Linked DNA regions of Mus musculus: all the other regions are linked to region 1. Evidence: chromatin contacts called from public Hi-C, HiCAR-type, HiChIP or PLAC-seq and promoter capture Hi-C data. All regions are on one chromosome and are shown on one strand. Each heading gives the region's core, a stretch centred on a gene start, on an enhancer-like site or on the middle of the called end of the contact. The rest is flanking DNA. Distances are from core to core; before and after follow the strand shown.

Region 1 (2,872 bases), core at 227-2,726:
AAGCACTGGCTGGATTTCCAGAGGACCCAGGTTCAATTTTCAGCACCTACAAGGCAGCTCACAACTGTATGTAACTTCTGTTCCAGGAAATCTGACTCCCTCACACATACAGGCAAAACACCAATGTACATAAAAAAAAAGTAATTAAAAAAAGTTAAGGCCCAGTTATTTCAGAATGCTGTTTTAGGGGAGTGGAGAGATGGCTCAGTGGTTAAGAGCCTGCACTGCTTTTTGGTTTGGAGCGCCTATCTGGCTCACAACCACCTGTAACTCCAGTTGTAGGCGGAGGGTTGGGACTCCACACAACATCCACAGAGATACACACATAATGAAAATGAAATAAATATTTAATGACAATTTTAAAAGGAATTGTCTTGGGAGGTATAGAAACTGTTGTTGAAAGGCAGGCCAGCATAAAGCCTTTCCTTGTTGTTTGCATTTCCCATGCTGCTGTAAATAAGTTTCCATTACGCTTTTTGTGAAATCTCAAAGGCTGTACAGAAAATAATAAAGGAACACGTTGACTCCCTCAAAAGAATATGGTGCTAAGAAAATATTAAGTTGATCACTCGAGAACTTATTTCAATTTCGTGGAAATCAGTCTAAAAGCATTCATTTTGTTGTTGGGACTGTCAACTTCTGTGAACGGAGGGAAATAACCGTGTCTTTAGGGCATGGAGATCCTGTTGTATGCTCCTTTTCCAAACGGTAACTTAGATTCTGCAGTAATAGCTGTATTCAAGACGAGTCCGAAAAAGTATTAACGACGCTGAAAAGAGGAAGAAATATGCAAAATACTTAAAAAAAAAAAAGGGCTGTAAAGTGTTAGGAATTAAACTCGCCGACAGGTCTCCGACCTAACGTTATCGCGGAAAACAGGGCTGTGCAACTGGCGGTGGAAAATTCCAAGTCTTCTTAAGTAAACCCGACTGCTTCCCTTAACTCCCAGCCGGACAAGTCCCACCCAAGCCAGTTCACGCGTGCTACGCTGGTCTAGCGCACGGACCAACGACTTTGCAGGGCATTTTCGCGCCATTTCGCTTGAAATAAGTGGAAGGTCAAGTCTACCTTTGACCTCTGCAAATTTTCCACAATCGCGGGAGGCAAAACTGGCTCTGCAAAAGGACCAAAGGGGAAAAGCCAGAAGTCTCACGTTAGGGATTTAAGGGGAAAAAAAGATGACAGGTTGAGGCTTCAGCCGCTTAGTAACAGCGGAAAACCCCCAGGGTACAGAAGCCCTAGGCTGGAGAAAACAAACCGGGCAAGGAGCGCGCTCCCCCGGTCGGCGGGCCGAGCGAGATCAGCGGTTGCAGAGAGATGCGGGGGTGGAAGGAGGGCGGGGGCGAGCTTGCTCTTCTTGACTCCTGATTGGTCTGTCTCAGCGAGCCGAGTGACGTCATCAGGAGAAAGGGGGGGAAAGAACGTCTGATTTGTATGGTGGGCGCGGGCGGGCGGGGAGCGAGTTCAGTGCGCAGGCGCAGCTGCTCGGCTCCTCTCGCCCGCGACTCGACCGGCCCAGCTCTCGCGGACAAGTCCCGACATCACGCGCCCCCCCCCACCGCCGCGGGGACCGCCTCCTCTTCACTCTCGGCTTCGTCGAAGATAAACAATAGTTGGCCGGCGAGCGGCGAGTGTGTCTCCCGCCTCGGAATTCGGCGGGCTGCGTGGGAACGGCGGGATCCCGGGCAGCCGGCCATGGCGGGGCTGTACTCGCTGGGAGTGAGCGTCTTCTCGGACCAGGGCGGGAGGAAGTACATGGAGGACGTAACTCAGATCGTGGTGGAGCCCGAGCCGGCTGCGGAGGACAAGCCGGCGCCGGTACCGCGGCGGGCGCTCGGGTTGCCGGCGACCCCCACTCTCGCCGGCGTCGGGCCATCGGAAAAAGGCCCGGCGGCGGCCCGCGACCCTGCCCCGGACGCCGCGGCCTCGCTACCCGCTGGCCGCTGCTGTCGCCGCCGCTCTTCGGTGGCCTTCTTTGCAGTGTGCGACGGGCACGGCGGTCGGGAGGCGGCACAGTTTGCCCGGGAGCACTTGTGGGGTTTCATCAAGAAGCAGAAAGGCTTCACCTCGTCCGAGCCCGCCAAGGTGTGCGCTGCCATCCGCAAAGGTTTCCTCGCCTGTCACCTCGCCATGTGGAAGAAACTGGGTAAGTTCCCCGCCCGCCTCTTTTTTTCTTTTCTCCCCTTATCCCCCTGGGCTTTTTATAGCATCAGCACCGCGTGGGCCTCCCCGGTACCAAGAGCGCTATCCATCAAGCGACGCTGTCCAACAAGGGATGCGAGTGAAGACTGTCATGGTTGGAGTTCTAGGCACACCGAGTGGCCTCGGAAACGCTAGGATGGCTTGTCTCCCAGCAACCGCTCCTTGCATTATCTCCTCCCTCCTACGATCAGGGGGCAACAGTCTCCCCTCTCCCTTCGCTAATTCACTTTGGTAGCAGCACGCTCAGAAGTGTTTGAATGCCGGCGCCAGATTGTAACCGAGGGATAAATTTAAGAAACGTTTCTACACGGGCTAGGTGAAAGAAGCAGGAGGTGGCAAGAATTGGAGCGTTCCCTTAGCATCTGTCATAATTTTGTTCTTGTTGGGCTTGTTCCTCTTGGTTGCCTCCTACCGGTGGTGTCACTTCTTCAGATTGACCTGAATGGCTCTGGCTCGATGTAAGTCAATTTAGAAGGGCTGAAGTGTAACATAGGCAACTTACTTTTGTGATAGTGTTTTGGGGTAATCCCTTGAATTGTTTATGAGAAAGGTGTGCAACGTGTTAAATATTAAATTGGCTCCATGTTAGGGGCATGTGTTAACTTCTTGGTGTGTGTGTGTGGGATACTTAGAATTGCATTCAGTTTTCCAAAAGTTCATACTGAAAAGC
Region 2 (2,872 bases), core at 265-2,764, 1.8 Mb after region 1:
AAAAGCTAAAGACATGTACCACCACACCCGGCCTCCACAAATTTTTAGGTATAGATTAAATTTTAAAGTGTAAATAGAATGTGGTGGCATACCTATGTATATCCTAGCACTGAAGAGGCTAAGGAGGGAGTTGAAGGCTGGCATATGCTTTATAGCAAGTTCTAGGTCAGTGCAGGTGACATGGGAACATCAGCAAAAAGGTACAATTCAGGACACGTTAGTAAAATTATTCTGCAACTATCAGCCTGCATCTAGTTCAAAGACCATAAGTGGTTTGAAATGAAAGCCTTTTTTGCTTTTGGTTTTTCAATACACGGTGTCATTGTGTATCCCTGATTGTCCTGGAACTCCACCTGCCTCTGTCCCCCAAATGCTGGGACTAAACGAGTGCTCCACCATGCCCAGCTTGTGAAAGCATATTCTATCTCTACTTAATTAAATTATGTGTGTGTAGATTATTTTGGGTTATATTAATATATGTGCATGTGAGTGTGGGTGTTTTAGGTGGGCAGAATGGAGTTGGAGTATAGGCTGGAGACCAAAGGCAGGGTTAGAGAGTGGTCCTCCCCCGGAGTAGCAAGTATTCTTAACCTCTGGGCCATCCGTCCTACCTCCATAAATCTTGTTTATAGTTCATATAATTTTTAAAAAATGTTGCTAGTAACGAAAAGATTCTTTCTAGATTATCAATTCTCTGGATTGGGTTCATAAATAACTTTGTAATAAGCTTAAGAGAAGAATTAAGATTTAAGTATTTGACCAACGCCTTTTGTCTCACATACCCTCAATTTCTGCACCCTAACTGGTCTCTTCTGGAAGGAATTTAGAAGCGATTCCCTAGACTCTTTGTTAGTCCCCATAGCAAAAACAACTCAAGCTGCAAGAAAGCCTTAGTCGGTGGGATGTGGATCCAATTGTCTCACCAAAATGAGAAGACGTGGTACCTCTCCCCTGCAATCCTTACTTCCAGGAAGCTTGGAGACTTCACTATACGTCCAGTCTATCATGAACTAAAGAAACCTTGTCTCAAAATAACAGGTCAAGAGAAATCGCCGGTCCATTACAATTGGAGCTTTCAAATGCATTTACTATGGAGGGGGACTAAGTTTTTTTTTTTTTTTTTTTTTTTTTAAAGCTTAAAGTCTGCGTTTCCTCCCAGAGGCGGAAAGCAAACACTAACCAAGCAAGAGTTCCCGGCTCCAGGGTCTCCTTAGGTGACCCACAAACAATGGGAACGCAAATAAGACTCTCCGTCCCTTCCTAATACTCGGGAGCGTGGCTTCTTCCAATTAGGACGCACCAAGGAGCCTACATCACTGGCGGTAAAATCTGCGAGGCGAAGGGCACCGCGCCGACGCCCGACACGCCTCCCCGCGGCACCGCCTCTCCAAGTCTCGTGTGCTGCGCGCACCGCGGGAACCGGGCGCCCGCCTCTCCTCCCGCCCCGCTCCGCCCCGCCCCTCCCCTCCCCTCCCGCAACGCCGAGTGCGCGTGCGCATCGCGTCCGCCCCGTTGCCGCGCCTCTAGCTGCCCTGGTTACCGTTGGTGTTTGCGAATTCTCTGTGGCGCCTGTTCCGCCCCGGACGGGCCCCGCGGCGGTTTTCACACGCGCGCGCCGGCGTCACGTGGGCCAGGGCTCCCACGCGGACGCAGGCCAGCTGCTGAGGCGGGAGGAAGGCGTTGCGGCTACCGCTAGCCCTTCCCTCTCCGCCCCAGGGCTGGCGCGCGGATAAAAAAAAATGGCGAAATGCGGGGTAGCCGGTGGGGAACCCGACGGGATGGGGCGCGGAGGTGGCACTGTTGTGGGAGCCTGCTGAGGTGAGCGCAGCTGACCTGGCGACCTCGGGCCGGCGCCTGACAGCGCAGACACGGACTCCGAGGGTCGCCGAGGGCCCCGCCGAGAGCCGGAGGCAATGGATGAGCAGAGTGTGGAGGTGAGGGGCATCACGGAGGGTGGCGGCTGGGCTCCTTTTCTATCCGGGGCCCCATGCGCTCGCCCTCCCTGTGGGAGGCAGCCTCTGCGAGTCGCGGAGAGGGAGGCTGGCCCGGCGGTAGTGCTTCCAGCCCTCAGCATGCCCGGTGCTGAATCTGTTCCGCAGTCAGGTGCTGCGGAGCTCCAGCGATGCCTTGGCACCTGCTCTCGTCGCTGTTTGCAGGCTGAGCCTTTCTAGAGCAAAATTGCAAATTCATCGGAAGGACTTGCCCTGCTTTCTCGCCACGACTTGCTCTGCATGATTAAACATTTTTTTCACCCTCAGCGGTTCATTTTGTAGGACACACACACCTCTCTCACACTCGACTGACTTAAAGACTAGTAGTTTCCAGCATTGATTCTTGTAAGATGATTTCATGATTGGGGTATTTCCATAAAGGCTAGAATCATCAAAACGATTGCTTGGGGGCTGGGGGGCGTGAACCGTTCAGAGACTAAAGTACTACATGATTTTTGCTTTTTAAAAATAAGGGATAACTTACTGAGCATTGCTCTTGAGATTAACCCAGTTCACCCCCATGGTTTTATTGTCTTCCCAAAGCCAGTTAAGAGTCCGCATCTCTCAGGACCTGGTCTTGCAGTTATGACCATCAGTAATTTTCTACTTAATTGCTCTTGTGAAAGTTGTGTGAAGGTTTTGTAAACTTTTCTTGGTTTTAGGAGGGTTTAATTTTTCTGGAATGGAGTAAAAATAGACGTGGGTAAACTTCCCTGTTTTCAATTTTTTTTTAGTTATTAACTTAATGTCAATAGGGACACTCGCATTTATAGTGGCTGCAGATTTTCAGGCTCACATAATTAGTTGATTACATCAGGACAGAAATTCAGATTCTGAATTAGTTTGCCTCTAATCACGATATCTTTACAAATGTTTGTTTA
Region 3 (2,872 bases), core at 266-2,765, 1.8 Mb after region 1:
CTCAAGTGGGGTACAACCTACTTTTCCTCAGCTAATGTTCAATGTCCTCAAAGGTTTCAATCCCTGACAAGGAAGATTTTAGTCCTAGTGTTATACAAAATTAAGCTGAGGCTTAGACTAGCTATCTGCCTAATATAATACAATGAAGTATAATGAAGACCTATAAGTCTCCAGAGACCATGACTTTTTCTAATAGACTATGGGGCTATAGTAACTTTAACAGGCTTTATACAATTACCCAAAATGAAAGGTTTGTTTTAAGACAGGTACTTTGAAGCCAGGCAGTGATGGTACACGCCTTTAATCCCAGCACTTGGGAGGCAGAGGGAGGCGGATTTCTGAGTTCATGGGCAGCCTGGTCTACAGAGGGAGTTCCAGGACAATTGGGGCTATACAGAGAAACCCTGTCTCGAAAAACCAAAACCAACCAGCCAACCAACCAACCAAACAAACAAAAAAGACAGGTATTTTGAAACACTTAATAGTACTTAAAATATTTCTGTTTTATATTTAAATATACATCCTTATCTGAAAAAATAAAATTTAAAAAAGTCTGGGTTAGTTGTTGATACACAAGCTCCTGTCTCAGAACAATATAATTAGTCTTCTTCATGAGTTGACACTGCTGGTTCTTTAAGAACTCCATCAGTTATATGGAAAGGTCTTTGGCCAGGGGCACTTCTAAAACTGTAGCAGCAGCATAAGTGACAGATTTACTTCATCATCACTATTCTAAAACACATGTTTTACATCCCCCTCTAGTCAATTTAATTTCCATCATCAGTTTAGTTGGTTTGCCTTGAATGCTGAAGCATGATCTCTGCCATTGTCCTATAGTCAATTTTGTTTTAAGTCGTGAAGCATTGCTATCCCCAACCCCACCCGGTTCTTCCCTGTGTCTTTCTCAGAGTGACCACAGGTCCTTAGTCTTACCCAGCACACTACTAGACACACAGTAAAAGGGGTATACTTTTAAAGTAGATGTCAGAAGTCATTTTGCATCATGGAACACTGTAAAATTACCTGACATAAAATACTTCTCCATAAACGTAAATGCGCTGAAGAATGGCTGGGGAGAGCATCTGGTTAAATAAACATTGTGATAGGAAATTTGGGTAGATTCCTATAATTTGCATTTTTCGCTAGCGCCCAGAGAAGCCAATTACCGCCAGTCGGTGGGCCCCCTTTGAGAAGCAAAAAGTTACGACAAAGACTGAGCAAAAAGGCAATCACTTCAAACTATATATTGCAGTGTTAAATAAAAAATGTGTCTCAGATGTTGCCAGCGGAGCTCTTCTCCTGCCCGAAACCTTTCCTTTTCTGCTCCATCTCCCTTCCCTGTCCAGCTCAAGACCCCACCTCCATAAGAACCCAGTCATCAACAGTTCGAGTAACGGAAGACGGGACCAGGTAACAAAGAGAAAAAACGTCGTTGCACTTACTAGTCTAAGAGCCTGGGGATTAGACGAAGTTCGGGCCTAAGCCTCTTCCACACCATAAAGAAAATTTCAAAATTAAATCTTTGCCGACGAGCGACCAATCGTAGACGTGGTCTCTACAGGGTTCGTTGTCTTGAAAGGATCAAAGCACAGCTTGGACTACGATTGGCCAAAAGAGCATCACATCCTGGCCAATCGGAACTGAGGCGCTTCTTGTATGAATAAGGAAAGGCGGGCGAGAAGGGGCGGGGAAGCCGGAGAGAAAAGGAGGTGTGTCACGTCGCCTAGGCCCGCAGTGGAAGCTTTTATGTCATTGGCTGCTGCTGCTTCCGAGTACACCAATCGCAAACTCTTTTCCAAGTATGAACTTGAAAGTAGGGACCATAAGGCAGCCAATGGAAAAATTCATATATTCAGCAGCCAATCCCCCTGCGGCGTTTTGTGTCTTTGTCCAACAGGAAAGTGCGTTTTATAACGAGGGGCGTTACCCAGGCGCCAATGGGCGGGCGCCGATGGAACGTACTAGCCAATGAGCGCAAGACGTTGAGTGACAGCTGTCCAATGGAGGGCCTCAGTGCTAGCACGGCTTACAGCTTAAGCGCCTCAGCGGTCTGAGGAATGTCAACTATTCAATATGGAGGCGGAGGTCGATAAGCTGGAACTGATGGTGAGTGGAGAGTGAAGGAAACCTACTGGGTAATTAATGTGCTCCACCGATGGCCTAGAAGGTGAAGCGCATTTTAGAGTCTCCTGAAACTGGGTTGTGGAAGCTGGAACCTGAATTGAGTTCCTTCTTTCTGCACCTACGGGAGCTACCGCCGCCTTGGTCTCTTAACCGCCGCGGGGGAAGGGGTTACATCCGGGGAACTCGTGAGGGAAATGGCGGGAGATGTTGAGGGTGTGGGGCCTTTGTAATTCCCTGGTCCTGGTTTTCTCCTTCATCGGCTCCAGGAGCCGCGCCCGGCACAGATACCGCCTCACGAATTTCTACCTTCCTTGCCCAAGCGTGACTGGAACGGTCTTTAATAGCTCGGAGGAGGAGAGAGGTCGTTTACGTCTCCCGAAAAGGGGGATGGAGGATGAGGTGGGGCAGAAGTCTAGGGGCGCGGAGAAATTCAAGTCCACCATGCACCTACTCGCAGGCGAGCTGGGACAGTCTGAAAGAAGATGCTAGACTTGCACGAGAAACTTGCCCGCGGTTCCGCAGACTGGGCTCTTTGCGGCTTGGGAGAGGAGCCGCCGCGGGGACCGAGCCTGGAGCTCCTTCCCGGGGCGCGAGCGGCGTTGCCCCAGGCCCGGCTTTCTGCTTCCTAGATGCTCAATTCCTTTCCTCTGTGCAAGGAGAACCCTGGACGAAGGCCCTCAGCGGCTGCGGGCAAGGCTGGAGTGCACTGAGCGTCCAGCCGAGTGGCCTTGTCATTCTCCATCAGTGT
Region 4 (2,872 bases), core at 166-2,665, 1.8 Mb after region 1:
TTCCTTCCCATCGATAGCCACTTCATACAACTTTGCTGCTGCAGAGATCCACTTCTGGTAAGTGGGCAGTTCAAAATGGGAAGGCTGTGGGTTCCTGCCCACACTGTCATCAAAACCTTTTTTGCTTAGGACCAGCTCCACGTGCTGCCACAGGAATTCTCGAAGAGTGAAATCCACTAGCTGGCCTGAAGAACTCGAGGTGCTGCTATCAATGTGGAAGGAGAGCTGTTGGCGGCTGTGCTGTCTCATCGCTTGGTACCGCCTAGGTCCAGAAAGGGGTGCGGGCACCAACAACGATTCTGGGTCTTTCACGGTACAATGGCTCCTAAGCTGGTCCAGCAACATGCCAATTGGGTCCTCCTCCTGGCTTCCGGGGACTATGTACACAAAAGCTTGGTTGGCAGGTACCGTAAAGAGGCAGTTGATACTCTGATTAGTCAAGACTCGACTCTTGCGAAAGATTCTATAGATCTGGTCCTCCAGGGCATGCTGCAGCCTTCTTTTGGGAGAGTGCTTCTTGGGTTTATCTGGATGAGCTGTATCCTGGCTCCGAGGCGGTTCCACCTTAAGGGCCCCATTGAGTTGAAAGAGGAAGAGGAGTCTAGGTGGGCAAGGTCGGCAGTTTAACTTCCAGTCTTTGCCAACTGGGCAATCCTTAATGGCTGTTTTGAGGAGGGGTAGTACTTTCTGTCTCAGTCCATCCAGGGCTCTGAATACACGATCATAAGTGATGTCAAAGGAACACGTCGGATGGACCAGGAGCAAGATATGACAGACAGAGAAGAGGTAAAGGAGGCTGAGACACTGTAACTTCTCCTGATGCTTCCAGAACTCGTGTGTTTCTGCATGAGGTAAAGAGAGGCCCCCTCCGGCTTCACCGCTCTGGAGGGCCCGACAAGCACGCAGAAGCTGTGAGTTGTCACAGATGGAAGTGAGAATAAGATACAGAACTTTGCTTTCCTGATTGTAATAGGCCTGCAAAAGACTGAAGTCCTGGGGACCTGGCTCAGCTCGGTTACCTTCCGCCGTAGCCATACCTCCGCGAAGTGAATCCCCGGCTGCAGCCCCGGGGTCTCCGGCTCCTCCCGCCTCTCCGACAGAGACAGCTTTGGTCTTGATTCCAGTTCCTGGATCTCCAGGATCCTGATGGTGAAAGAGTGGGAAAACCTGTCGATCGCACACAGTATTCACCAGAGAGAACTTCTCGGAGTTGAGGCGCAGAGCCGTCTTGCCGAAGATTCCCACCACGCAGATCTCATCCTCCCTCCACGGGGGCTCGGGCGTGCCAGCCGCGTTTCCCCCGCCTTCAGCGGAGGGGCCTCCAGGACTCTCAGAGCCCAGCCAGGCCGACGCCCCCATGAGCAGCTCGCGCAAGCTGACCGGCCCCGCCATGGCGGAGAAAGAGCTTCCTCTAGCGTTCTTCCGGTCCCTCGCTGATCCCAACCCACCCGGTCCTATTGTGAAATCCCTCCTCCGCCTGTTAGTCCTTGAGTTCCGGGTGTCTGTCCCTCCCCCCAACACTCCCTTCCACCCCTTTGCCTTTTCGTGTCCCTTGCAAGGTCTTAGCGCTACGTTTACTCAACTCGAGTTTAAGATATCGAAAGCTAGATTGGTTGCCGTTTCAGTTTTAAAGAATACGCCAAAACCCACAACAGTTCCAACTGATTCTTCTAACAGCTCAGCGTGGGTGGTTGATCATACTCTCACCTTTTCTGAAGACTGAGGCAGGAGAATTTCTTAATTTCTTTTTCTTTCTTTCTTTCTTTCTTTCTTTCTTTCTTTCTTTCTTTCTTCCTTCCTCCTTCCTCCTTTCCTCCCTCCCTCTCCTCTCTCTCTCCCTCTCCTTCCTTCCTAACTTCCTTCCTTCCTTCCTTCCTTCCTTTCTTCCTTTCCTCCTTTCTCCCCCATGCCCCCATTCTACCTCTTAAATGCTGCGATTAAAAGCATGCACCACTACCACCCAGCAAGGAAGAAGGATTCTTGAGCACAGCAGCTGTGCTAGCCTGATAACATACCAAGACCCTGTCTCCATAAAGAAAAGAAAACAAAAAAGAAAGGACAGGAGGGAGGAGCGAGAGCACCAAACACATTGTTGCACTTCTGTGATTCCAACATTCAGATATTGCTCTTACAGAGAAAAGGAGCTCTTGTTTTGCAGCACCCATGGCCTGCAAAACACACACACACACACACACACACACACACACACACACACACACTCCAAAATTAATCTTTAAGAAATAGAAGACGTGGAGGTGGAGAGCTACGTGTCTAGTATGCAGGAAGTCCTGTGTTCTATCCTCAGCACCAGTATAAACTGGGTATAGTGGCCCATGCTGCAAACCCAGCACTTGGGAGGTGCCAGAATGATTAGAAGTTCAAGATCATCCTGAGCTATGTCTCAAATTCAATGCCAGTCTGAACTGTAAGAAAACTGTAAGTCGTGGTGGCACGCTCCTTTAATCCCAGCACTCCGGAGGCAGAGGCAGGCGGATTTCTGAGTTCAAGGCCAACCTGGTCTACAGGACAGCCAGAGCTACACAGAGAAACTCTGTCTCGAAAAACCAAAAAATAAAAAAATCTGTTTCAAAACAAAAAGATAAACATCAACAAAAGAATTGTAGAAAATTCTAGGGAGGCAGAGGCAGGTGGATCTCTGAACTGAATTTGAGGCCAGCCTGGCCAACAGACTGAGTTCCAGGACAGCCAAGGCTACCCAGAGGAACTCTGTCTCAAACAAACAAACAAACCAATTGTGGAAAATTAATCTAATAATTTAGCATAGTGGAAATATGAATAAGTGTGCGTGTGTGTTGCTGGGGATCTAATTCATGTCTTTGTGAATGCTAGGCAAGTGCTCTACCACTGACTA
Region 5 (2,872 bases), core at 199-2,698, 1.7 Mb after region 1:
ATAAAGCCATTATTTTTGACAAATTACAGAATTTACAAAATGATGTAAAGAGAGTGAAACTTCCTCAAAGATAAGAATATCAAATGCTAAGAAAGCTGATGGACTGAACTCAGGTAAAACCTACAGCAGTGTGTGCCAAAAGGAAAAGCAACCCAATCTTACTGACCAGATCCTGTAAACCCCCAAACCAGGCAGACTACTGCAGAGCCTCAAGCATGAGGTTTACTGTAATTCCTTTGTGCCTCTAATGTTCTGTAAATGGGGTTCAGAAAAGTAATCCCTAGGCTTGTTGTTCAGTGCTCTGGACAGGGAGCCCATCTTGCGAGAACGAAGACAAGCATGAGGAACAAAAGACTAATAGGACTCCAACTCAGTGGCTCAAAGACCCTCCAACGTGGCAACAACAAATCAACAAGGAAGCCAAAAAGCAGGGCTCCGGCGCATTTGCCATTTCCAGCAGCCGGGCCGTGGAAGGCTAGGCAAACCGGAGGATGCTCGCTCAGCTTTTTAAAAACTGTGGGTAAAAGTGAAGTCAGAGGTGGCAGGCAGTTCTTTGCACGAGGGGTCCAAAGCAACAGTGCTTCCCCCTAAGTGCCAGCCAGGAGACGGGTGTAAGGTTCCACTGTTTCGGAAAAAAAAAAAAATCACCCGAAGGGAGTCAGCAACCAGGCAGGTAAACTTGAAGCAGGAAGAGAGGCAGGAGCCAGCTGCGGGAGGGACTCTCCGCAGAGGCCCCCGCAGCGAGTCTGGCAACAGAGTTCGTGCCCACCCCTTGGCAAGGCCGCAGGGGAGGCGCCGGGAAGCGTCCAGGCAGGAACTCGCTGTGGTTCCCTTGGCTTGGGGCTGCCGAAGCGCTCCGGGGACTTTAGAGGGCGACGTGCCCCAGACCCAACTATCTCAATGGAGACATCGACCATACAGCCGGGTGCCGCCGGGTGCCATCCGTGGGGGGTGGGTCACGCCGAACAAGGGAGGCGTTGGCGCTCAGGTCTCTGGGTCCCCATATTTGCCAGGCGGCTCGTCGCCACCCGCCGAGTCCCGAACCCGGAGCGCGCGCCAGTGTTTGTAAACAAACCGGTCACGTGGCTGCAGCAACCCGTTCCCCGCCCCTAGCACCCCGGGAACCTTCGGGGAGCCCCCTCGGGACCGCGACAGCACCGCCCCAGCCGAGCCCGGCTGCACGCAGCCCAGGAGCCCGACCGTCCCCAGGGCGCACAGCCCGAACTGGAGCGGAATGCGCCCCACGCCCACGCGAGCCCAGCTCGAGATCCCTCATACCTGGCGGTAGGCTGCCCGGTCCGGCCAGCGCCGGGCTCTCCGGAGTGCTTGGCGATGAAGGACTGCACGGCTGACTCTAGCGCTCCCTGCGCGCTCTTAAAGCCACAGTCTCCGCCACCGCCGCCGCCACTGCCGCTCCGCATCCCTCCGAATCCGGGCTGGGGGCTTGCCGGGTGACAGACGCGCCCCCGCGCCTATCCCATCGGCTCAGCACATAGCAACACGCCACTGGTTGGCCCTGCACGGCCGCAGCCCATCCGCCAGGAGCCAATCACTGGAGGACGGAACTCCGCCCCTGCTTTCCCTGCCTCCCGCCCCCAACCCCCACCCGCCCCTCGGCCCTGGCGGGGCGCGCGTGCGAGGAGTGTGGCAAGGTCTGGGTCCCGCCAGTCCTGGCAGCTGGCGGGCAGGGCTGGGAGAAGAGGTGATTAGAGTGGGGGAGCTCTCTGAGATAGGAGCCTGTTTGTCTGGCTTTACTGGGATTCCCAGGACCCGGGGTTATGTTGGGAAGTGGGATTTACAGTGCTTTTGTTTTGAGAACCTAGATAGTAATTCCTCGCTCCACTTTTTAAGCCACTCCTGACCCAGAGCCTAAGTTACTAAAAGTGACCCGCAGAGTTCAAGGCAGGTGTATTTAGTAAGATAGTACCAGTCTCGTCATGCCCACCCATGCCCTGCTCAGAAGCGGAGATTCTCTATTTCCTCTGCCCTGCTCGAAATTTCCTAATTAAAACTAGGAAAGGGTTGTCTGGTGTGTTCGAGTCCCTGGGTTGGATCCCCAGTACTGAGAGTGGAAGAGCATAGAGAAAGACTATAGAGAAACTGGGATCCCTATTGCTAATGGTTAGTGAGGTCTATTAGCAACAGAAAATACAATAAGAGTAGTCAAGGTGACCAAAAGGGAGGAACTGGCATTCTGGGTCAGTGGGGTGGTGCTTTTCAAGGAAGAGAGGGTTAAAAAATAAACTCATGACAGTCGGGAAGTCCAGGGAGGCACCAGGTGGGTGGAGTGGGGCAGAGTCTTCCTACCGGAAAACAGGTCAATTTGATAAAAGAATTTCTGCGGGGGGGGGGGCGGGGGAGACACGGCAGACCCACCCTTTTTTCTAAGACACTGGGATTCTGAATGGTGTTGGGGCAAAATACATGTTTTCATTGCTATTTTAGAAGAGAAAAAAACACAAGGTAATTGGACAAGGTGGTTCTCTGCTTTATAGCCCAATTATAACCCAAGGCTTGGGAAGTGTTAGAAGTTTAAGGTCATTCTTGGTTAGATCGGTCCAAGCTAGCCAGGTTACTGAAAAAGAGAAAAAAAAAAAGTTCATGCGGGGTTGGGGTGCTGAAGGAGGCCCAGGAACCTTTGGTCTCCTATCTGGCAGCAGTTTACACACAAACCCAGGCTGGTATTTGGGTAGATCCCCGGGTGACTCAAAAACGTCACCTGTCACTCCACCCAGCTGTTTTTAATACATATGCAATCAACTAAATTGTCTTCAGTGAATGTACATCGCATGGTTAGGGATGAAAAAAAGTCCCAACGTTAGTAAGAACAAAACCACTCATTTTTGCCGGCAGATACCGGTTTCAGTGTAGG
Region 6 (2,872 bases), core at 174-2,673, 1.6 Mb before region 1:
AGGAGAACCAACAAGAAAGAAGACCCCACCGGGGCTGGCCCCCAGCACCAAAGTGTTCATGTTCAGAGTATTTATCTATCCAGCCCACCTGTAGTGCTTTCTGGCTTTCTGATGGTGCTATGGATTTCCAGCATCAAGATCTAATGTTTCTCATTGCACTCTGGGCAGTAGCCAGGTACCCAAAACAGCAGGTCTCGTGTATAATTTTTATATCTATTTCTCCAACAAAGAATTTTCTCAAAGGCCATCTTCCCTGATTACTGTTCATTTCTTCCTATAGCTTCTACCTGGAAAAAAAAATGTGTCTGTTTGGAGCTCTGTGACCAAGAAAACAGTTGAAAATGGAGGCCATGTATGGAGATTACAAGCAGCACAGTGGAGTGGGACAAGGAGTTGTTTCTTTTAATAAATCATTAATGTAAAAGTCTCAACACTTCTTGAGTTATTTTCTTGGAGGTTGTTATGGTTTGAATATGACACGTCTCCCTGGTCCATAGTTGATTGTACTGTTTGGGAAGAAGGGGCCATGCTGGAGGAGATAGGTCAACGGGGTATTTTGTCCTGGGCTTGACATGTTTCTTGTTGTTTCCTGGTTGCTTTAGGTGAGAAGCCTCAACCAAATACCCCTGCTGTCACGATCATTCTCCTTTACTACAAAGCAGCAGATTCAGTCAAGCATAGCCTTAAACCACCTAAAATAGTGCACCAAAAAATTAATAATAATAATAATAATAATAATAATAAATCCTCCTTCCTTTAAACTGTTCCTCTCAGTTATCTAATCCTAATCGTGAAAAAGCTACTAATGTCAATACGTTAAGTTTTTGTCTTAGTCAGGGTTTCTATTCCTGCACAAACATCATGACCAAGAAGCAAGTCAGGGAGGAAAGGATTTATTCAGGTTACAATTTCCACATTGCTGTTGATCGCCAAAGGATGTCAGGACAGGAACTCAAGCAGGTCAGGAAGCAGGAGCTGATGCAGAGGACATGGAGGGATGTTACTTACTGGCTTGCTTCTTCTGGCTTGCTCAGCCTGCTCTCTTATAGAACCAAGACTACCAGCCCAGAGATGGTCCCACCCACAAGGGGCCCTTCTCCCTTGATCACTAATTGAGAAAATGCTCCACAGCTGGATCTCATGGAGGCACTTACTTCCCCAACTGAAGCTCCTTTCTCTGTGATAACTCCAGCTTGTGTCCTATCAGAACATCAAGAGTAGAAGGAAGCCATATAGCTCACTTTTCTGTCACTGCCATGTAGAAGAGTGCTCTCCAACTCCAGCCAGAATCTGAAACTCTAGCAACGTCAGCCCTGCCCAAGAGCAAACTTTCTGAGAGGGTAAGGGGTGGTGGGTGGCCTTATTTCTGCTGCCTTTTACCTATCCTAATCACAGAACGACTTGCAACCTACAGTTCAAATGATGGCTTTCCGGAACTGGAGCACACACCCAGGCCCTGCCCCAAGCGGTGCCCCGGAAGTATTTCCCAGGCTTTCTCACGGAGGAAAAATGGCGGCGGTGCAGGTCGCCGCCTCTCTTCCTTGTGGGCAGCCGCGAGAGGCCCCGCGGGAACTGTCGCCGGAGCAGGACGATGGGTTCCGCCGCTTGTCTGCCAGGCTCCGCGCGCTGCAGCCGGATGACAGCACCGTGTCCCGCATGGAGATTCACCTGCTCTTCGACCAGCTCATCTCCGAGAACTACAGCGAGGGCGGCGGCGTGGCCCCCGAGGTAGGCGGCGCGCCTCATCCTGCCCGGACAACGGCTGGTTCCTCCCTCCGGCCCCTCCGGCTCTCACCCACGTCCCGGATGACTTAGTTCCAGGCTGGCTTTCTCCCTCGGTCCGTGCCATATCTCTCTGCCCTCCATCTGAAAGCTTGCAAGCCAGCATCTTTTCAAAGGCTTCTGCTCTGACGCCCTCAGCTGCCATCCCTGGTGAGCGACTCCGGGAATGTCGGAGCGAGGGTAGTCTTAGTTGATTTCGCTGATGTACGCACTGAAGCTCACAAGAGATCCAGCGTCACGGTTTGGGCAAATGGCAGAGCTAGATTGGAACCTAAATTTGTCGTAAGGCCTGTATTTTCTGTTTTGTTTCGGCACTAGCTCTCGTTTGCTTCCACTTCTCCTGTCAGGATCATCTCATTCATACACATCCGCTCTTGTATATCACTGATTCCCAGAACCCCTGAGCCAGTCCTACCTGCGAGCATCTCAAACTTGATAGCTCGTATAGATGAATACATTGTCTCCCATACTCCTAATCCCCTATTCATTCTACCCTACCCCACCCCAAATACACACAAGGCATGCACACTGCTTCTTTTCTTTACCCTGGAGCCTGTTGGATTAAAATTCTTCAGTCTGTCTCAAACATGTTTCTCAGTTCACACTCTTCTCTCCCTAGTCTCTCACTGATCTTCCTCTATTCTAGCCCCATTCCAGACTATTCTTTGCCAGAGTCTGCTATTGGAAAAACAAAAACAAAAAACAAACAAAACGCATACAAGTGTACGCATAATCAGAGATTTTCTATGTATATTGGCAAATGGCAGAAGCAAGCGGCCAAACAGTAAGAGAAAAATATGGGGCTTAAGGATGTAAAGGGGAAAAGAATCCCGAGCAGCTCACCACGGATAAGGGAGCAGAGTGGAACTAAGTGAAATTAAGGGAGCTTTTTATTTATATACTTGGCTATTTTGCACAACAACAACAACAAAATGTGTGCCTTTCCATTCTTCTCTCCTTGTTCTCCTCTTGGGTTCAGTCACTTGGCACTTGGTGCCTCGGGTTCAGGCACCTGAGGACATTGCGCATCTCTGAGAGTTCCCCCACTCCATCCCCTCCCCTTGTTCTTTGATTACTTGTCTGTCTGGCA
Region 7 (2,872 bases), core at 136-2,635, 1.4 Mb after region 1:
CAAGGACAACACAATTCTCAGACAATAACAGCTGGAATATAGCCGGACCCAGCACTCGGGAGGCAGAGGCAGGTGGACCTGGTCTACAGAGCAAGTTCCAGAACAGCCGGGGCTACACAGAGAAACCCCATCTCAAAAAATGAACTAAAACAGTTGGAATTAAATTCTTCATTAGGCCAAGAGAAACACTGGAAAAGGTTCTCTAAATGATCAATCTGTCTACGAAACCTCTCACAAGCGTCAAGAAAGAACTGAAAGGTAAGGAATGACATTGCCAATAGACACATACACAGCCGATCTATGCATTCCTGGATTCTTTGCTGGAGTAGAAAAGCAAAAGATGTTTACATAAAATCAACTGGAGGTCATAAGCAACCCATAGCTGCCTAACCCGCTAAGCCCATACACTGTTTGGAATCGTAAAGACCTTTAAGTCCCTATCTTGCTGCAAGTACTTCCACTGCGGGGAAATAAAAATGTTGGGGATCAAGGTTTTGGAAAAAGCGGAGAGCCCTCTTTTTTTTTTTTTTTTTTTTTTTTTTAAATGACAGTCCTAGGAAAAGCTGAGTGGGTCCACAGCAATAACTCTGAGAGGTAATGACCCCTTCCTTTGACTACTCTGCACTGTCGGTACACCCGAATACCTTCGTTTCTCGGAGATATACTTAGCATACTGCGCTAGTGGCCCGGGAGGAGAAAAACCCATTGAAAGGTCCTGAGAATCAGCAGCAGCGAAGACCCTCTTCATTTAACCCAAGGCTCTGGACAGCTCGGGAGTGAGGTTCTCTGAGAAAGCCAAAGCCGGCTTCCAGGTCTGGAACGAACTGTCGCGAGTGTCTGGGTTCAATGTCCCGGTAACCAAGCGCGGAGAGGTGTCCCACATAACCTGGCCACCGCCAGCTGACACAGCCAGTCAGCAGTGACCTGAGCCATCTCAAGTGGAAACCAGCGTGTTCTGCGTCTGCATCACCCAAGTGCGGGAGCTGCGGAAGCGGCCGAGCTGTGGGAAAGCTCGGCTTGGGCTCCGGACTCCCCGCTTTCGCTCACCTACCCGCTCAGACCCCGGCTTCTCCGGATCGCAGGATCCTGGAAGCGGCTCACAACACCGACTCTCACACCCGCCGCTGGGCTCCAGCCAACCGGAACTCGCTCGCGTCACTTCCGGTCCGGCTCCTTTAAGGAGCCCGCCTCCAAAAGAGAAACGTTCCCCCACCCCCACCCCCTCCTTTCGGCCACCGGGAGGTTCCTCGCGGGATTTCGGTTCGGCTTTCTCGGTTCGGGCTCTGTGGGTGTGACAAGAAGAAGGATGACTGCGCTTCGTAGTTTCTGATCCGGAACTAGTTTTTCAGGAAACCCGGAAGGAGTAGGTGGCGCGCGCGAAGCGTGTTCCTTGTTCTGGCTTGGAGACCTGCGAGGTGAGCGAGACGAGCTCCAGGTAAGTCTCGACTCCTTCTAGGACGGTGCAGAGGAGTGTAGTTCTTAATGGCTCTACTGAAAAGCATCTTATCATCTTACCCCACGGTCGGCCTCCCCCTAGCTACTTCATAAATTGTCTTCCGCCCCGTGGCTGCTGCCTGCCTTGCCTACTCTGCAAACCTTTGGAAGAAGCCAAGATAGAACCCAGAATTTTAGTCGCTGGCAACACCTCCTCTTAGAGGTGGCATTGATACGCTACCCTAGCGTGAAAAAAATGGAGAACAGGCCTCACACTATACATTTTAAATATCCGTCTTCGAATTGTTGAGCCCAGCTTGGAAAAGGAAAAGAATTCTAAAGATGGATTCAAAAGTATTTTTATTTATTGGTATTGCGGTGCATGCACGTTGTGCATGGTGAGCAAAGCGCTCTACTCTGAAGCTATTGTTAATCTCATGGATTCGAAGTGGAAGACCACTGACCCAAATCATGGCCAGATTAATTAAAGCAAACTTTTTATTATTATTATTCGTTTACACGGACTATTTCTCCCAAAAGGCAGTGTTCAAGAGATCAGCACTGGACATGGGGAAAATAAGGATTTTTATAGTTCAGGAGTATTGGTTTCCAAATGGGGGATTTGGCATATAAACAGTGTTAATAGCAGCGGAAAGTGAACATAAGTTGGTCATAACAACCCTCTGAAGTAAGACATGGTTGCAAGGTGGTCAGTAATAGCCTTTGGAAACAAAGGCATAGTTGCCGTTTCCAGGAAAAGGCAGATCAAGAATATTTAGCCATATGTTGCTCTGTGACACTAATCTCTACCACATTGGACAGCATAGGGACAGACAGAAGGGCCAACTATGTACGTGTGTGTAATATTATCCATATTTCCAGGCAAATAGGTAGTTTTGCTTAGGAGACTGCAAACTGTGAGAAAGGTCAGGTGAGCAGTGGGTGGAAGTTGAGTTAAATAACTCAGAGGAAGGTTTAAAGTTTTAAAAGTCAGCAGGGAGTGGTGCACAAAACTCAAGAATGAAACACAAAAAGAAAGAACTGTGGTAGCAATGACAGCCTGTCTGGTTCTTTAGCAGTTTGGATAGAATAGTATATTACCCATCCTGTAATAGACGCTATGTAGAGACGTTAACTTTCCCCAAATCTGATTTGCTTATTTTACAACCTAGAAATTGTGAGGACTCCTAATTCTACCTGGCAGGCAGCTATCAAACATTTGTTGTATTTAACTTCTCTTGGTCTTAGGTTCTCTGTTCCCCCATCTTTTGTTTTGGATTTTGAATGCTTTCTTCATTAAAATGGGCAGACAATGTTTACTTTGAAAAGATTATGAAAAGGGAGCTAGGTTTCAGGATACATAGCTAGAATCCCAGCTACTGGGAAGGCTGAGGCAAAAGGACCATGGCAAGAGCAGCCCAGGCAACCTTAGCAAGGT

What was found. Promoter capture Hi-C pulls out the DNA fragments that hold promoters and counts their contacts. A called contact is a pair of places that touch in the nucleus more often than the background predicts. HiCAR-type assays count read pairs that join an accessible place to other places. HiChIP or PLAC-seq counts read pairs in DNA pulled down with a chosen protein or histone mark. Capture Hi-C pulls out chosen DNA fragments and counts their contacts.
Region 2: a contact with region 1 is called in a promoter capture Hi-C map of adipose tissue. The contact joins the promoter of Trim37 here to the promoter of Ppm1d in region 1. A contact is called at or near these places in 3 of 39 promoter capture datasets (hippocampal neurons, liver and pre-B cells) and 2 of 9 other capture datasets (adipose tissue and liver).
Region 3: a contact with region 1 is called in a promoter capture Hi-C map of pre-B cells, with 4 times the contacts expected there. The contact joins the promoter of Prr11 here to the promoter of Ppm1d in region 1. A contact is called at or near these places in 6 of 39 promoter capture datasets (the 3T3-L1 cell line, the C10 cell line, hippocampal neurons and 2 more) and 2 of 9 other capture datasets (adipose tissue and liver).
Region 4: a contact with region 1 is called in a promoter capture Hi-C map of liver, with 4 times the contacts expected there. The contact joins the promoter of Smg8 here to the promoter of Ppm1d in region 1. A contact is called at or near these places in 2 of 39 promoter capture datasets (hippocampal neurons and liver).
Region 5: a contact with region 1 is called in an H3K27ac HiChIP or PLAC-seq map of microglia, with 5 times the contacts expected there. The contact joins the promoter of Ypel2 here to the promoter of Ppm1d in region 1. A contact is called at or near these places in 3 of 39 promoter capture datasets (hippocampal neurons, liver and pre-B cells) and 1 of 115 datasets of contacts at active chromatin or transcription factors (microglia).
Region 6: a contact with region 1 is called in a Hi-C map of B cells, with 5 read pairs. The contact joins the promoter of Heatr6 here to the promoter of Ppm1d in region 1. A contact is called at or near these places in 1 of 39 promoter capture datasets (pre-B cells) and 1 of 484 Hi-C or Micro-C datasets (B cells).
Region 7: a HiCAR-type map of astrocytes shows a contact between it and region 1, with 2.7 times the contacts expected there. The contact joins the promoter of Ptrh2 here to the promoter of Ppm1d in region 1. A contact is called at or near these places in 3 of 39 promoter capture datasets (hippocampal neurons, liver and pre-B cells), 1 of 115 datasets of contacts at active chromatin or transcription factors (astrocytes) and 1 of 9 other capture datasets (adipose tissue).

The regions. Positions count from the first base shown.
Region 1 is chr11:85,309,778-85,312,649 of GRCm38.p6, forward strand. It overlaps Ppm1d (protein phosphatase 1D magnesium-dependent, delta isoform), which reads left to right and starts at 1,477. Exons shown (of 6, transcript NM_016910.3): 1 at 1,477-2,146. The coding sequence starts at 1,696.
Region 2 is chr11:87,125,561-87,128,432 of GRCm38.p6, forward strand. It overlaps Trim37 (tripartite motif-containing 37), which reads left to right and starts at 1,515. Exons shown (of 24, transcript NM_197987.2): 1 at 1,515-1,934. The coding sequence starts at 1,914.
Region 3 is chr11:87,107,199-87,110,070 of GRCm38.p6, forward strand. It overlaps Prr11 (proline rich 11), which reads right to left and starts at 1,516. Exons shown (of 10, transcript NM_175563.5): 1 at 1,443-1,516. Ska2 (spindle and kinetochore associated complex subunit 2) reads left to right here and starts at 2,063. Exons shown (of 4, transcript NM_025377.3): 1 at 2,063-2,106. The coding sequence starts at 2,074.
Region 4 is chr11:87,085,362-87,088,233 of GRCm38.p6, forward strand. Smg8 (smg-8 homolog, nonsense mediated mRNA decay factor (C. elegans)) reads right to left here and starts at 1,416. Exons shown (of 4, transcript NM_024262.1): 1 at 1-1,416. The coding sequence starts at 1,392.
Region 5 is chr11:86,992,314-86,995,185 of GRCm38.p6, forward strand. Ypel2 (yippee like 2) reads right to left here and starts at 1,449. Exons shown (of 5, transcript NM_001005341.3): 1 at 1,279-1,449. Gm51915 (a long non-coding RNA gene) reads left to right here. Exons shown (of 3, transcript XR_003949754.1): 3 at 30-2,024.
Region 6 is chr11:83,752,214-83,755,085 of GRCm38.p6, forward strand. Heatr6 (HEAT repeat containing 6) reads left to right here and starts at 1,424. Exons shown (of 20, transcript NM_145432.3): 1 at 1,424-1,728. The coding sequence starts at 1,510. It overlaps Wfdc21 (WAP four-disulfide core domain 21), which reads left to right. Exons shown (of 3, transcript NM_183249.2): 3 at 281-433.
Region 7 is chr11:86,682,689-86,685,560 of GRCm38.p6, forward strand. Ptrh2 (peptidyl-tRNA hydrolase 2) reads left to right here and starts at 1,386. Exons shown (of 2, transcript NM_001098810.3): 1 at 1,386-1,435. Vmp1 (vacuole membrane protein 1) reads right to left here and starts at 1,148. Exons shown (of 12, transcript NM_029478.6): 1 at 1,052-1,148.